Linked DNA regions of Ovis aries: region 1 is linked to region 2. The links are chromatin contacts, called in public Hi-C maps. All regions are on one chromosome and are shown on one strand. The core of a region is the stretch at or near the end of the contact, and the rest is flanking DNA. Distances in the headings are between cores, read along the strand shown. Region 1 overlaps SCHIP1 (schwannomin interacting protein 1). Region 2 overlaps LOC105611838.

The links. Hi-C and Micro-C count contacts between places; a contact is called where the count stands out from the background.
Region 1: a Hi-C map of hypothalamus shows a contact between it and region 2, with 5 times the contacts expected there. The contact joins two enhancer-like sites. A contact is called at or near these places in 7 of 16 Hi-C or Micro-C datasets (blood, hypothalamus, skin fibroblasts and 1 more).

Annotation. Positions count from the first base shown.
Region 1 is chr1:228,242,337-228,248,872 of ARS-UI_Ramb_v3.0, forward strand. It overlaps SCHIP1 (schwannomin interacting protein 1), which reads right to left. Exons shown (of 9, transcript XM_042235034.1): 4 at 1,884-2,001. Among named protein-coding and RNA genes, the nearest start is that of IL12A, 130 kb to the left of the region's middle. Within about 2 kb of position 3,310, at least 5 of the 54 cell types and tissues checked have an H3K27ac peak or open chromatin away from gene starts, as enhancers often do. A contact at or near this core is called in hypothalamus, where this site is marked.
Region 2 is chr1:228,102,655-228,109,515 of ARS-UI_Ramb_v3.0, forward strand. LOC105611838 reads left to right here. Exons shown (of 18, transcript XM_027963882.1): 17 at 292-564; 18 at 2,375-3,853. The coding sequence ends at 2,394. Among named protein-coding and RNA genes, the nearest start is that of IL12A, 13 kb to the right of the region's middle. Within about 2 kb of position 1,312, at least 10 of the 54 cell types and tissues checked have an H3K27ac peak or open chromatin away from gene starts, as enhancers often do. A contact at or near this core is called in hypothalamus, where this site is marked.

The DNA.
Region 1 (6,536 bases), core at 2,060-4,559, 140 kb after region 2:
TATTTTTTACCTTTTTAATTAATTTTCATTGGCATATAGTTCCTTTACTATGTGGTGTTGATTTTTGCTGTACAGCAAAGTGAATCAGGTATATATGTGTGTTTGTGTGTATGTGTATATATATATATATATACACTCCTCTTTTTCAGCAAGTAACACTTTCAAAGGTAGTTTATCTCCACAGTATCAATAAAAGGCTGATTTTAGCATAAAAAGTAACAGAATAATAGGGAGAATATATATTTATAACAAACTTGAGACTTTTCTTTGATTCTCACTCTCAAAACTTTCTTGAAGTGAACAGACTACAGCAAACCATTTCACCCAGAGCTAAGATGGTGTGTTACTCCCCGAGTGGACAGGATCTCAGCTATCCAAAGAAGTTCTCATGTGGCACTGTACTCAACAACTAATTCAGTTTCCTGTTAGTTGGTCTTCGATAAGAAAGGTGCGGGACAGACCTCCCAGAGAGGAAAGACATTCAGGAACAAGCACTCAGGATCATCGAGTCATCTTTTATAGATGTGTGCAAGGAAAAGTGTTGTTTAGTTGCTAAGTCGAGTCCCACTCGTTGCGACACCATGGGCTGTAGCCCGCCAGTCTTCTCCATCCACAGGCAAGAATCCTGGAGTGGGTTGTCATTTCCTTCTCCAGGGGATCTTCCTGACCCAGACATCTGACCTTTGTTTCCAGCTTGGCAAGCGGACTCTTTACCACTGAGCCACCAGGGAAACTCCGCAAGGAAAGTAAGCAGTGCTTAACTCACATTATCTTGCTGGTTTTTCTGAGCGGTATCTTTTAAGTGCTAGCCCTCCCACCCCCTGTCAGGACTCTATCCCCCATCTTTTAAAATGTGTCCACTGCTAGTCTATGCTCATATTTCTAAGACCAATGGGGAAGAATGGTATATAGCACATTTTCTATTTTTTTATTTACCACATGCAATTCTTTTTTTAAAATTAATTTTTATTGGCATATAGTTGCTTTACAATATTGTGTTAGTTTCTGCCCTATAGCAAAGTGAATCAGCGATATGTTTACATATATCCCCTCCTTTTCGGATTCCTTTTCCATTTAGGTCACCATGGAGCAGTGAGTAGAGTTCCTTGTGCTATACAGTAGGTTCTCAGTTATCTATTCCACACCTAGCAGTGTATATATATCAACCCCAATCTCCCAAATCATCACCCCCTCTTTTTCCTTTCCCCTCCAGCATCCAGATGTTCTCTACATCTGTGTCTCTATTTCTGTGCTGCAATAAGATAATCGATACCATTTTTCTAGATTCCACATATATGTGTTAATAATATATGATATTTGTTTTTCCCTTTCTGACTATTTCAGTCTTATGACAGTCTCTAGGTCCATCCACGTCTCTGCAAACGGCACCATTTCATTCCCTTTTATAACATATTTTCTTTTATAATTTTTAGGGTCTATGTGATTTTCCTGATGATTTAATATGAAAGTAGCTGCTAACTTTAACAAAACTTATGTGTCCTCAGATCACAGTTTTAAGTTTTCAATCACTCAAATTTTAGGAGCATCTCACATTAAGAAGGCCTTCCCCAATGGCTCAGACAATAAAGAATCTCCTGCAGTGCAGGAGACAGGGAGATCCCCTGGAGAAGGGAATGGCCACCCACTCCCATATTCTCGCCTGGAGAATCCCATGGACAGAGGAGCCTGGTGGGCTACATACAGTCCACGGGGTTGCAAAGAATCAGACACGACTGAGTGACTTTCACACTTCACATGGTAAGAAATGTCGCGAGACATCTCGTTTTAAATCTCTGCAATGTTAGTTCCTGATCAACAACAGAAGAGAAGCTAAGTGACCAGGAAAGCACACTCTGAACCTCAGTGGCAGCTCGGAGACTCACCATGGGAGACAAGGGGGTGTCCAGGCTGGTTTCGGTCTTGCTGTCATCAGCATCGCTGTCCTTATCACTGCCGCTGTCGTTGACAAAGCAAATCTGCAGGTTCATCCCACTCTGCAGGCTGGGCAGAAGCAAATAGAACACTAATTCCACTCGGCTATTTGTTACCCGGCAGCATCCTCAAACAGTCTGGTTTTGCTAGAGAAAGTAGTTTAATGTGTTCTTCACGGGGAGCAGTGAGTGATCAATATTATGTCTAGTTCATAAATGGTAACTTCTACTAGAGGATAAGAAAGATACATTGATGAACAGTAAGGTGATAACTTTTAACTCCTATTGTAGTAGCTTTTTTCCACACAGAAATTCATGTTGTTTGAAAACTAATTTCAAGCCACATTATAGCACCTGGCACAATACCAAACACATAGTTGGTACACGATAAAAACGTGTTGAGACACTGAGTTTACATTTTTGTCGATGAAGATGAATGGATCCTCAGCCAAACAGGGCTGCCTGGTGTCATCTAATGTCCTGCCTCACGGGGACAATCCAAAGATGCTCATTAAAGCCAGCATCCCGGGGCGAGAGCTCTCAGAAAAAAAGACTCGTTTTTTTTTTTTTTTTTTGCCTCAAATAGAAAAAGGTCAGCTATCAGACGAGTTGATCTTTGCATCTCTCACAGTGACAATAATGCCAAAGCTTATTTGGTGTTAGGAAAATATTATTTGAGGCAGTTGCCAAAAGTCTACTGAGGGAGCTCATTTATGTCATTAAGGAAAAAAAAAAAAAACCACACCAGAGGTTCACCCTAGAGAAACTTAAGGAAGCTTCCAACCTAGTTATAAAGGCACAACGCTGGAACACAGCAAGGCTCTGCAGACCACCTGGCGCACCGAGCCTCAGAGGCAGAGATGTCTTGGGAGTTCATTATGTTTGTGGCGAATCCGGGAGGCTCCAGGAGGGATGTTTCTGGAAATGTGGTCACAAAGGGCCGCCAGGCTGTGTATCTGCCACATACACAGCCAGGCTGAGGATCCAACTCTGTGTCCTAATGCTCATCTGAAGGCGAACATGTTTCATGACTGTTGACAACAAAGAGTTTTTCAAGAAGCACTTTCTGTTTTCTATTTGAGGCTAAAAGAAGCATCCCTGGGGTCTCCAGCCTGTGTGTAAGCTTTGAGAAAGAAAAAGCAGAAGGAAACTCCTTAAGCAGCAGGGGGTCCTAAGGAGGGTAGTGTAAGCCAGGTTTAGAACAGTGGATGTCGAATCTGCTCTGGCATTATTGTCACACTGAGAGACACAAAGATCAACTCGTCTGATAGCTGACATTTGCATTTTTTAAAAATTCCAGTGGGTAGGGATGCTCTGTACAAAATGCTCAGATGACTCACTTGAAGCACTTGTTTGATTGAAAACAATACAGAAGTCAGAAAAAGTACTGATTTAACACAGGCACCACTGTTACGTGCATGTACTGCCACCTGTTGTTAACTTCAGTGATTACTGAGAGTTCCAACTTATTTCCCCAGGAAGGAAATGCAGCCTTTCTCTCCGGAGGTCCAATTCTGTTGCTCCCCACCTTCCTGTGCAGGCCAGCAGAGTCAGGCCCAGGGCTGGCTGCAGAAGGTGACAGGTTCTTCTGTGATCAGCTGAGGGTGCTTGGAATCAGCAGGACTTAGGTTTGAATTCTCACTTCATTCCCTAAGTACAATACTCAATCTGTATCCTCATCTGTAAAACAGGGTGTATAATTCAGTACTTTGTAAGAAGGAAGCTCCAATACTTTGGCCACCTGATGCAAAGGCCTGACTCACTGGAAAAGACTGGGATGCTGGGAAAGATTGAAGGCAAGAGGAGAAGGGGATGACAGAGGACGAGATGGTTGGATGGCATCACCGACTCAAATGGACATGCGTTGGTGGACTCAATGGATTCAAGCAAACTCCAAGAGATAGTGGAGCACAGGGAATCCTGGCGTGGTGCAGTCCGTGGGGTCACAGAGGGTTGGATGTGACTGAGCAATAGAAAGATTGAAGGCAGGAGGAGAAGGGGACAACAGAGGATGAGATGGTTGGATGGCATCACCGACTCAATGGACATGAGTGAGTAAACTCTGGGAGTTGGTGATGGACAGGGAGGCCTGGCGTGCTGCAGTCCATGGGGTCGCAAAGAGTTGGACACGACTGAGTGACTGAACTGAACCGAGTGACAGAACAACAAAGAAAGATGAGAGGATTTAGCTCAGAGCTGGCATAGGACAGGTGCTTTGTACACAGTCATCCTCCTCTCTACTTTCTGAAAGCCTACACAAAGGAACACAGGATTTTAAAGGTGATGCAACTTTGTAAAGAGGCCCTTGAAGTCACATACTTGAACACCTGGCCTGTCACGGCAATTCCTGATACACAACTGACTCTCTGAGAGCGTCCTGAGCTGACTTGAACTGTTAGGCAGCTTGAACATTTATTGAGATGGAACTTGTCTCCTTTCAATTTTCTTCCATTAGAATATTTTTTTTTCTGGAGTAATCTAATATGTTATGGTTACCCTTTGATCCCATATAAATTAAGCTTTAAAATTCATTGTTTGTAGTTGGTAAAAAATTTTTAAAAAGTCAACCATTTTTAACAATAAAACTCAAGATCCATGGATTGGACAATAGTGGGAAATAAAAGTGCAAATTAAAAACAGACATATTTTAAAATAAAGACATTTCAAATTAAACCTAATTTGAATCTAGAATTATATCAGTTCAGTTCAGTTCAGTCGCTCAGTCCTGTCCGACTCTCTGTAACCCCATGAATTACAGCACGCCAGGCCTCCCTGTCCATCACCAACTCCCGGAATTTCCTCAAACTCATGTCCATCGAGTCGGTTATGCCATCTAGCCATCTCATCTTCTGTTGTCCCCTTCTCCTCCTGCCCCCAATCCCTCCCAGCATCAGAGTCTTTTCCAATGAGTCAACTCTTTGCATGAGGTCGCCAAAGTATTGGAGTTTCAGCTTTAGCATCAGTCCTTCCAATGAATACCCAGGACTGATCTACTTTAGAATTATATATATTTCCTATTTATAGAATAAAGTCTTGAAGAGAAGATGATACTACATAAACAGATTATAAACACACAAAATTACTGATAACACAGCAAAATAAAGTTTAAAACATCCAAAGAAATACATTTCATTCTGCAGAAAGCTTGATCATAAATTCTGATGTTTTGCCCCCAAACTGACCTTTGTGCTAAGGACCTTAGACCTAAATCAACCATCCCACACAGCGTTTCTAACTCAGGAAAGGCAAAGAAAAAAAACAGGGAAGGATTTAGTAGTTGGAGCAAAGTGAAAAAAACACCTCAGGTAGAAATTCAGAAAATCGCCTTAGTAACACATTATCACCGTGGGAAACTGCGCAGACCTTCTTACAGGGCGAGCCTAATAATTCCTTGTAGCGGTAATCATCAAGAATGTTACTCTCAGGAAAAGGAAATTATATGACACAGCAGCTAATAGTTCAGCGGGGATTTTAGTAAAGACATCTTAAAACAGACTCAGGTTTCAAGGAGGATTTGTTTGCCTTCAGCCTTTAAGCAGGTTTAAGATGAAGGCAGCTTTTAGGAAGACTCGACTGCAGCTCCCAAGCAGCGGCCAGGCTGTAGGGTGAGTGGGCTCCCCTGGTGCTGCTGAGAGTCTCTGGGCTGCAGGGTCGGGGACCATGACCCCTGTTCGGGGCCCCTTCCCACCTTGGGGAGGCATGGCCGCCCTGAGGCTCTTCCTCTGGCTGCCTGGAGCCCAGGCCTCTGTCCTCCCCACTACTGTGGGGCCTCACTCACAACAAGGCGACACAGTCTTGGGGGATTCCAGCAGTTGGGGGGCTAATTTGCCTGGATCTCTCCAGCACAGTCTGAGGTGAAAACAAAACTCCGTCCTCTTCTTGTTAATTAGTGTATAATTGAAAGCATCTAATTCGAGGTTACTTGATGTTTGGAGTGGTGCTTGGCAGACTGGTACGTGCAAAAAGCTGCTTGACATGTGTCTTGCCTTGGATTTGATTTCTGGAAGGTCTGTGTCCTGGTCACCCCAGGAACTGCTTCTCCTTATGCCACGAACAACCACACTGTTGCCCAGGGTTACTGACAGGGAGCCAAGCGCCTGAGAAGGGGCTGTCCTAGATGAAGAAGGCCCAGAAATGCAAAGAAATAAAAAGACTAAGTGTGTCTTCTGGACGTCTCTGTGACTTCATGTGGCTTTTTGAGTGCCAGTTCCTATCACCCAGAATTAGGAAGGCATCTAGTTGAGAGGCTGTTCAGCCTCAGTGTCCTCTTGGCATTTATAGTGAGGGAAACTGTTACTTGGGACTTCCTGGGTGGCTCAATGGTAAAGAATCTGCCTGTAATTCAGGAGACTCAGGTTCGATCCCTGAGGGTTGGGAAGATCCCCTGGAGGAGGGCATGGCAACCCACTCCAGAATTCTGCCCTGGAGAATCCCTGTGGTCAGAGGAGCCTGGCGGTCTATAGTTCATGGGGCTGCAAACAGTCCAACATGACTGAGTGACCAAGCATCCCATAGCATTTACATATATAGGGCTTCCCAGGTGGCTAAGTGGAAAGAATTCCCGTGTAGTGCAGCAGACCTGGGTTCAGTCCCTGGGTCAGGAAG
Region 2 (6,861 bases), core at 62-2,561:
TTTTTTTTCTCCTCCAGCCTAATTTGTGCAGCTTTGTAAAACAATTTCATTCCCTGAATCACTGAACTATCCTTGTGAGCGTTATACCCCAGTTCAACCTTATGTGTAATCATTCCCTTTTCTTCTAATAGTTTGGAAAGCAGGGATTTTTTTGGCACTTAAATTTATTTTAAAAGCAGTTGAAGTTTCAAATCATGGTATCCTTTTTTATATAAAGAGAATACGTTTTCATAGTCGATGACTATAAATGAAGTGTTGAGAGGAACTACTGAATTCTTCATGTGCTTTTAGATGGGGTGAAGACTAAAGCCCTGTTAACAGACACTCAGTTGTTTAACCTTGCTGAGAAGCTGGGGAAGGAGTGGTTAAAGATTGCCATTGCCAACCTGAAGCTGAATATTAGCGAAATCGATGCGATCCGGGAGAAGGAAGACAATGTTACGATCAGTAAGTTTAAGATGCTGAAGAAGTGGCAAGAAAAGGAGCAGAATAATGCCACAGCTCAGAATTTATGTAACTGCTTAAAAAATGTTGATTCAGTTGAAGTCCAAGATGTGCTGAGAGGTAAGCAGAATATCTGAGTCATTTACTGGGGGTCAAGCTGTGTCTTTGCAAATAGCAAATTTATACTCTAGAATGTGTTAGTCACCTCTAAGCTCAGGTTCAGAAGATTGTGTAAATGCTCCACAGTAAGCACGTGGGTCACAGTCTAAGTAAAGGTGATTCACGTGTGGCATCAGAAGAAGCATTTGAATACCATCTCAAGTGATGGCTAGGTTTGTGACCAAGCAGATTTGTTTTTCTTTTTAATTGACGTATACATGATACACAGTAAGGTACAGGTGTACAAAGTAGTGTTTCACAGTTTTTATAGGTTATATTCTATTTACAGTTCTAAAATATTGGCTATATTCCCTGTGTTGTGCAGTATATCTATGACTAAGCAAATTCCTTACCTAAAGCCTCTATATTCTCATCTGTCAAATGGATGCGAAACTTCCAATATCCTAGGTCTCTTGTGAGAATGAAAAGAGATAATGCATGTAAAAGCTCTAGGTTCAGGCAGTGAGACTCAGGCAAGAGTAGATAATGTCCTTTGTTGTTGTTCAGCTGCTCAGTCATGTCCGACTCTTGCAGACCCCATGAGCGACTGCATGCCAGGCTTCCCTGCCTTTCACTGTCTCCTGGAGTCTGCTCAAACTCATGTCCATTGATAATGTCCTTAACGGGAGACCTAACTGGAAGCCTTGAGCCTTCCAGACTTTCTGTGGTGTTGATGCAGTGCTCCACTTGGTGGCACTAGTGAGCCTCCAGCAGCAAAGATGGGAACAGAGAGCTAAAGCGAGTTGTTTCTGGTCTCAGTCCAGAAAACCACAGGGTTCCTTCCTTTGTTTTGAAGCACTTCTTTTTTTTTTTTTGTGGCTTGACTTAGCATATTGTTAGACCCAAGGTCAAACCAATTCACAGCTTGGATTTTTATTAATATGTACTGTTACCATGATTAACAAATGCTGTGTTACTTCTCAGAAGCAAGTCAGAGAGAGGTTTACATTTGGCATTCTATTCGGACTTTTTGTTCCTTAAAGAATGTAAAAGTGTGTCAGCCACCCCAAAAGCTTATATGAAAAGTTAAAGTCTGGGGTGACCACTCAGGATGATGTCAGGTGTGGAGGGCGAACTTTCTGAACGCCCCCACCAGTTCGGATGCAAGAGCTGCAAGGCAATAGAATAGCCAGTTTCAATATCAAATTTCTTTTTCTTGAATATGTTGAAATTATGTAAATCACCGAGGCCCACATGTGGAAATCTCCTTATTTGCATATAGGCATTTCTGCCTGTTGCTGTACTGGCCTCTGCTGTGAGAAGGAAACAATCATAGCCTCTTCCATCAAAGGAAGGCTTGGAAATCTGACGTCTCACAGATCCTGTAGAATGGGTGGTTATTTGTCGTTTTGTTTTTATCTGCTCTTCACTTTGCTAGACGCTTGACTTGCCGCCACATAAAGCTGAATAAGGATTTGTGACATTTTTTGGCAGTGAAATGGATCATAAAAGCTTATTAGTCCAACTTGTCATTGAATAGGAGAAAAATCTTCAGTAAGTTACAAATGAACAAAAAGCCAGAAATTTTCCAGTGTTTTCTGCCTACCTGTAGTCAAAATATCTGGGTGATTGACTGACTTTTGTGTCTTTATCAGGGCATTTTAGTGTCTTATAACTGCAGCCTTAAAAAATTGGACTGGTTTATCTTCATCTCAGGAAAACCCAGCCACTCCAGCAGTTCCTTTTTGAAACGGACAAGTGACTTTCTTTAAACGCATGTGCTCTTTCCCCACAACAATGAATCCCTGAATTTGTTTCTCTCCCTTGTTAGGCTTCTTACAGGAAACCTGAGGTTTGAAAGATGAGCTGGAAAAGGAAGCCTCAGGAACTTCTGCCTTTAAAGACTGTCTCCGTGGTAATAAGGCACAGACTTCGGGACCTAGAGCTACACAGCCTGTGGAAGACCACTTGCAGCTCACATTATTCAGGGGCAAAGGGAATGTGAAATATTTGGAAACCTTGAGGAGGAGAAAAAAAAACCTCTATAATATCAAGAATTTTTTTTTGGTACCTCCCACTCTCACCATCCCACCCGGCTTCCCCACCCAAACACATACACTTATAAAGGGTGCCTAACATGACTCAGCAGTCAGGCGAGAAATGTGGTAATTTTCCTACTGGAGTCTGTGAACTATGAAATTCATATCAAGCGTTTGGAACATTTTTTTTTTTAGCAATTAGGTGGTGGAGTACTTAAATTGCACCGATTTCACTTAGCTTTTTTTTTCTCGTGTCACTAATGAGGAAGAGAGGTTCCTATTCTTTCAGCTCCTACACAGTCAGATACGCACGTGCTGCGGGGTCCAGTATGTCTTTTTATGTGAGGTGTGATTTCCATGTCTTATTACTAACCAGTCTGGCTGGTGGTCTGTTAAACCATTAAATCAATCATGTTACCTGGCCCTAGGGTCATTAGAAAGGATTATAATCCTCTCCCCATCCATGTTGGTGCAAACACTCACAGGTGGTGGCCTCATCTCACTGGGGAAGTTCACCTGGGGCCATCGTCAGAGTCCCTGAAGATTTCATCAACCTTCTGAAATCACCAAACACTGCATTTCTTGACCTTGACCCTGGATTGTTTACTTCTGGGAGAGTTGTGGGGGTGGCAGTGCGGGAATGCCACTTAGAAATAGCCTTAGTCAGGACCAAGGAACATTGTCATCTCTTCTCGAAGAGGACTTGCCCCAGGGAATCATGGGCCATATTGGCTCTTGTTACTGGGTGAAATCTTTGTTTTTTAATGTGTATAGATATTGTCGCTCTCCCAGAATCATGCGTGTGGTGATTAACATTTTGGATATGTTTTGTTAACTTATTTGAAGAAACTATAAATTACCATTAGTCTCCTGTAGACAGTAGCTGAAGAGTAAATTCAATCTTAATGAATTAATCAGAGAAACATACTTTAATGCTTTGCCTGTGAAGAACAAATTCATTTTATAGGGAAGAACGTATTGATATTAATGATCAGGGATCCAGTGGAATTCAAATCAGTGTCACTTTATGAGTTTTTTTTTTTTAATTGTTGTGTATTTCAGGAAACACATGGAGTTTTAACATTCAGAAGTGTAAAATACTTAAAGGTCTTGACTTTTTAAAGTGTTTATTATTTTTTGTAAGTTGTTTTCCAAAGAAAATCATAATTTCAGAGGTGCTTTGTATATAAGCTGGTTTCCTAACAATTTCCAGCCTTTTTCCTACTGTGGATAAAGGGAAGAACAATAAATCTGCATTTGTACAGTGCAAATGTGTCTTCTTTGTGTTATTATTTACTTACAGATTACTGTGTCTTCTTTGTGTTATTATTTACTTACAGATTACTGTGTCTTCTTTGTGTTATTATTTACTTACAGATTACTTTTTAAAGCATCATCTCACTTGATTGTTATTATCTGGGCTGTTTGGGCATTAGGTGGTTTTGCTCCCAGACCCAGTTCTTGGAGTAAAGTTGAGTGAGGGTAAAGCAGGGGCAACTAACCCAGGAGTTTTCACAGATTCAGGAGCACCCCCACATCCCCTAACCTTTCTCCCTCCAGGAATGACTCCAGGAATGAGTGTTCTCCCACCTGTGCATAGGAGGGTATTTTTTATTTAAAACCAGGTGTATTCATAATGAGCTCCTTACCTGTGTGTCTCTGTTAACAGGGTTTTCCTGCACATTGGGACATGTTTTGTTATTTTGGGGGGCGGCTTTAGGGGACAGGCTTTCTCCCCTGCTTTGTCAAGTAGAAGTGTTTTCCCTCCATTTTCTAAAGAGGACACCGTCTTTGCTGAATTGAAGTGTGTTCTCATGAGGATGGTTGTTTTCAGCAGTCGGTCCAGCCTGTTGCCATTGCTGGAAGTCCTCAGGGTGAAGCAGCCTGCTGCTTGCTGAAGGTGGCGATCCCAACTGCTGGGAGTGCCTCTCTTCCAGCCTACACACCAGGGTTTGAGGGTTTCTGATAATGGTTCTGTGGCTGCTGCTACTCAACAGAGGCCCTGGGGTAGAATTCTGAGTGCAGAGTTCTGAAGTTCTTCCTGCCTTTTTTAACTGAGACCTCCAGCCTGGAGCCTCCAGAGGACTCAGATCCAATCTACTCCAGTCATGTTGTAAATTCCTAGTTAAGCAGCCTTGGAGTTAGGCTGCCGTCTTTATTCTGCAGAAGTCCATTCTTGCTGTGCGCTTTAACCTTTGGCATGAGCTTCATTTTTAGAAGGGGGTCTTATCTGTGCATTTATAGCAGTGTTTTGTTTTCAAGCAAATTGGGAAATCTTAAAGATGGTTTGTGACATAAAAACTGGAGGGAGGGGCTTGGATGAGTTCCATGTTTTCTTTAGCTGGAGGACCGTTTTGTGAAAGGAAGTCTCACCTGGAAGCTACATTGGTGAAACATTCAGAAGTGGCGCTGCTCTGGTTCGGGGGGTTACTGAGGGCTGATGCGGGGTTGTTGAGGCGCCCTGCTGGACCCCTGACTGGCTCCTGTTGAGTAGTGTGTGAACGAACCAGCCATTGAGATGACTGCTGTTGAGATGGCTGGGTCTCTCGTAGCTTGTATCTATGACATCTGCAGTGGGAAGTAACCCCATTTCCAGTTCACTGGTAATACTTCCGTGGCACATTGTTCCTGATGGGCCGCAGAGTCCCAGACCATAGATATGTCAATTACTTAAATCATCCACCCAGAGCATGTGACAGCTGATGCTCCATCAGCCTGGGTTCCAGAAGAGAACAGCAGAGCAGAGCCCCCAGCCGATCCACAGTGAGCCTGTTCCTCAAGCAAGAAATAGACCTTTGTTTTAAGCCAGGAAGCCAAAACTAGGAAGAGCCTTGGTGACTTTTACCAGTGTTCTCCCATTCTGAGCAGGTATAATTGTTTTGAGCCAAGAGAACATATGCATTTAAAAATTTTTTCATGTGATTTTTAAAAGACTTTCTTATTTATTCATAGGTTAAAAATGAGAAATGTGGGAACTCATGAAAATTTGCCTTTTTCTACCATTTTTAAGTGCCAGGGCCTAAGTACACAAATACATGAGTGACATGACCTTTCCTGTACTTGTGTCTCTCACAGTGTAGTGAGGGAGAGAGAAGCATAAGTAACTTTAATGCTGTTTGCATGGTTATGATGACTTACTGTGACCCGAATTATTGTTTAGTTGCTAAGTCGTGTCCAGCTCTTTTGCGGCCCTATGGACTGTAGCCCACCAGATTCCTCTGTCCATGGGATTTCCCAGGCAAGAATACTGGAGTGGGTTGCCATTTCCTTCTCCAGGGGATTGACCCAGGGATCGAACCCAGAAGTCTCCTGTGGCTTCTGCATTGCAGACAGATTCTTTACCACTTAGCCACCAGGGAAACCAGTGACCTGATTATGAGAAGCAAAGGATACGGGTTGCAAGCACAGGCCAGAACCAGGCTGCCTGGGCTCAGATCCCAGCGTCTATTACTGAGTAAGCCTCTATGGTCTCTTGCTTTATTTCCTCATCCATAAAAAGAGGAAGGCAATGGTGCCTCCTCACAGGGTTTTTGAGAGGATTCTGTGCATTTGTGGTATAAACACTTGTAGAAACACGCTTGGTACTTAGTAAGCACGGAGTAAGCATTAGTTCCTGTTGCTTCTAGAAAAAGGTTACTTAAGTGTATTGTCTCTGATGTTACATTGATGTCATAATTTATACTCATAATTTAAATATCATACTAAAAGATACATACAAATAACTAAAAGTTTTGAGTTGTTCTGACCTAATACATGCCAACTGAAAAGTTGATACAATTCAATTTTTGAAAAATATGGTTGGACTTTCTTCCTTATTTAAAAGTTTTCTCAGTCAGCTCAGAATGCTACAACAAAATACCACAGACTGAATGGCTTAAACAACAGAAGTATGTTCCTCAAAGTTCTGGAAGTCGGGAAGTCCGAGGTCAGGGTGCTGGTGGATTTGGTGTCTGGTGAAAACTTTCCCAGGTTTGCAGCAGGTCAATTTATTACTGTGTCCTCACACTGGGGTTGGGGGAGACCTCTCCAAGTCTCTATTTTTTTTTTTTAACTTTATTAACACAAGCCTTTTTTTTTTTTTTTTTTCTTTTGCCACACTGCAAGTCACATGGGATCTTAATTCCCTGACTAGGGATCCAACCTGTGCCTTCTGCATTGGAAGACAGAGTCTTAACCGCTGGACCGCTAGGGAAGTCCCCTCCGAGTCTCTTCTTACAAGGGCCCTAATCCCACTATGACCTAACCTCCTAAAGGCCTAATACCATCACACTGGGGATCA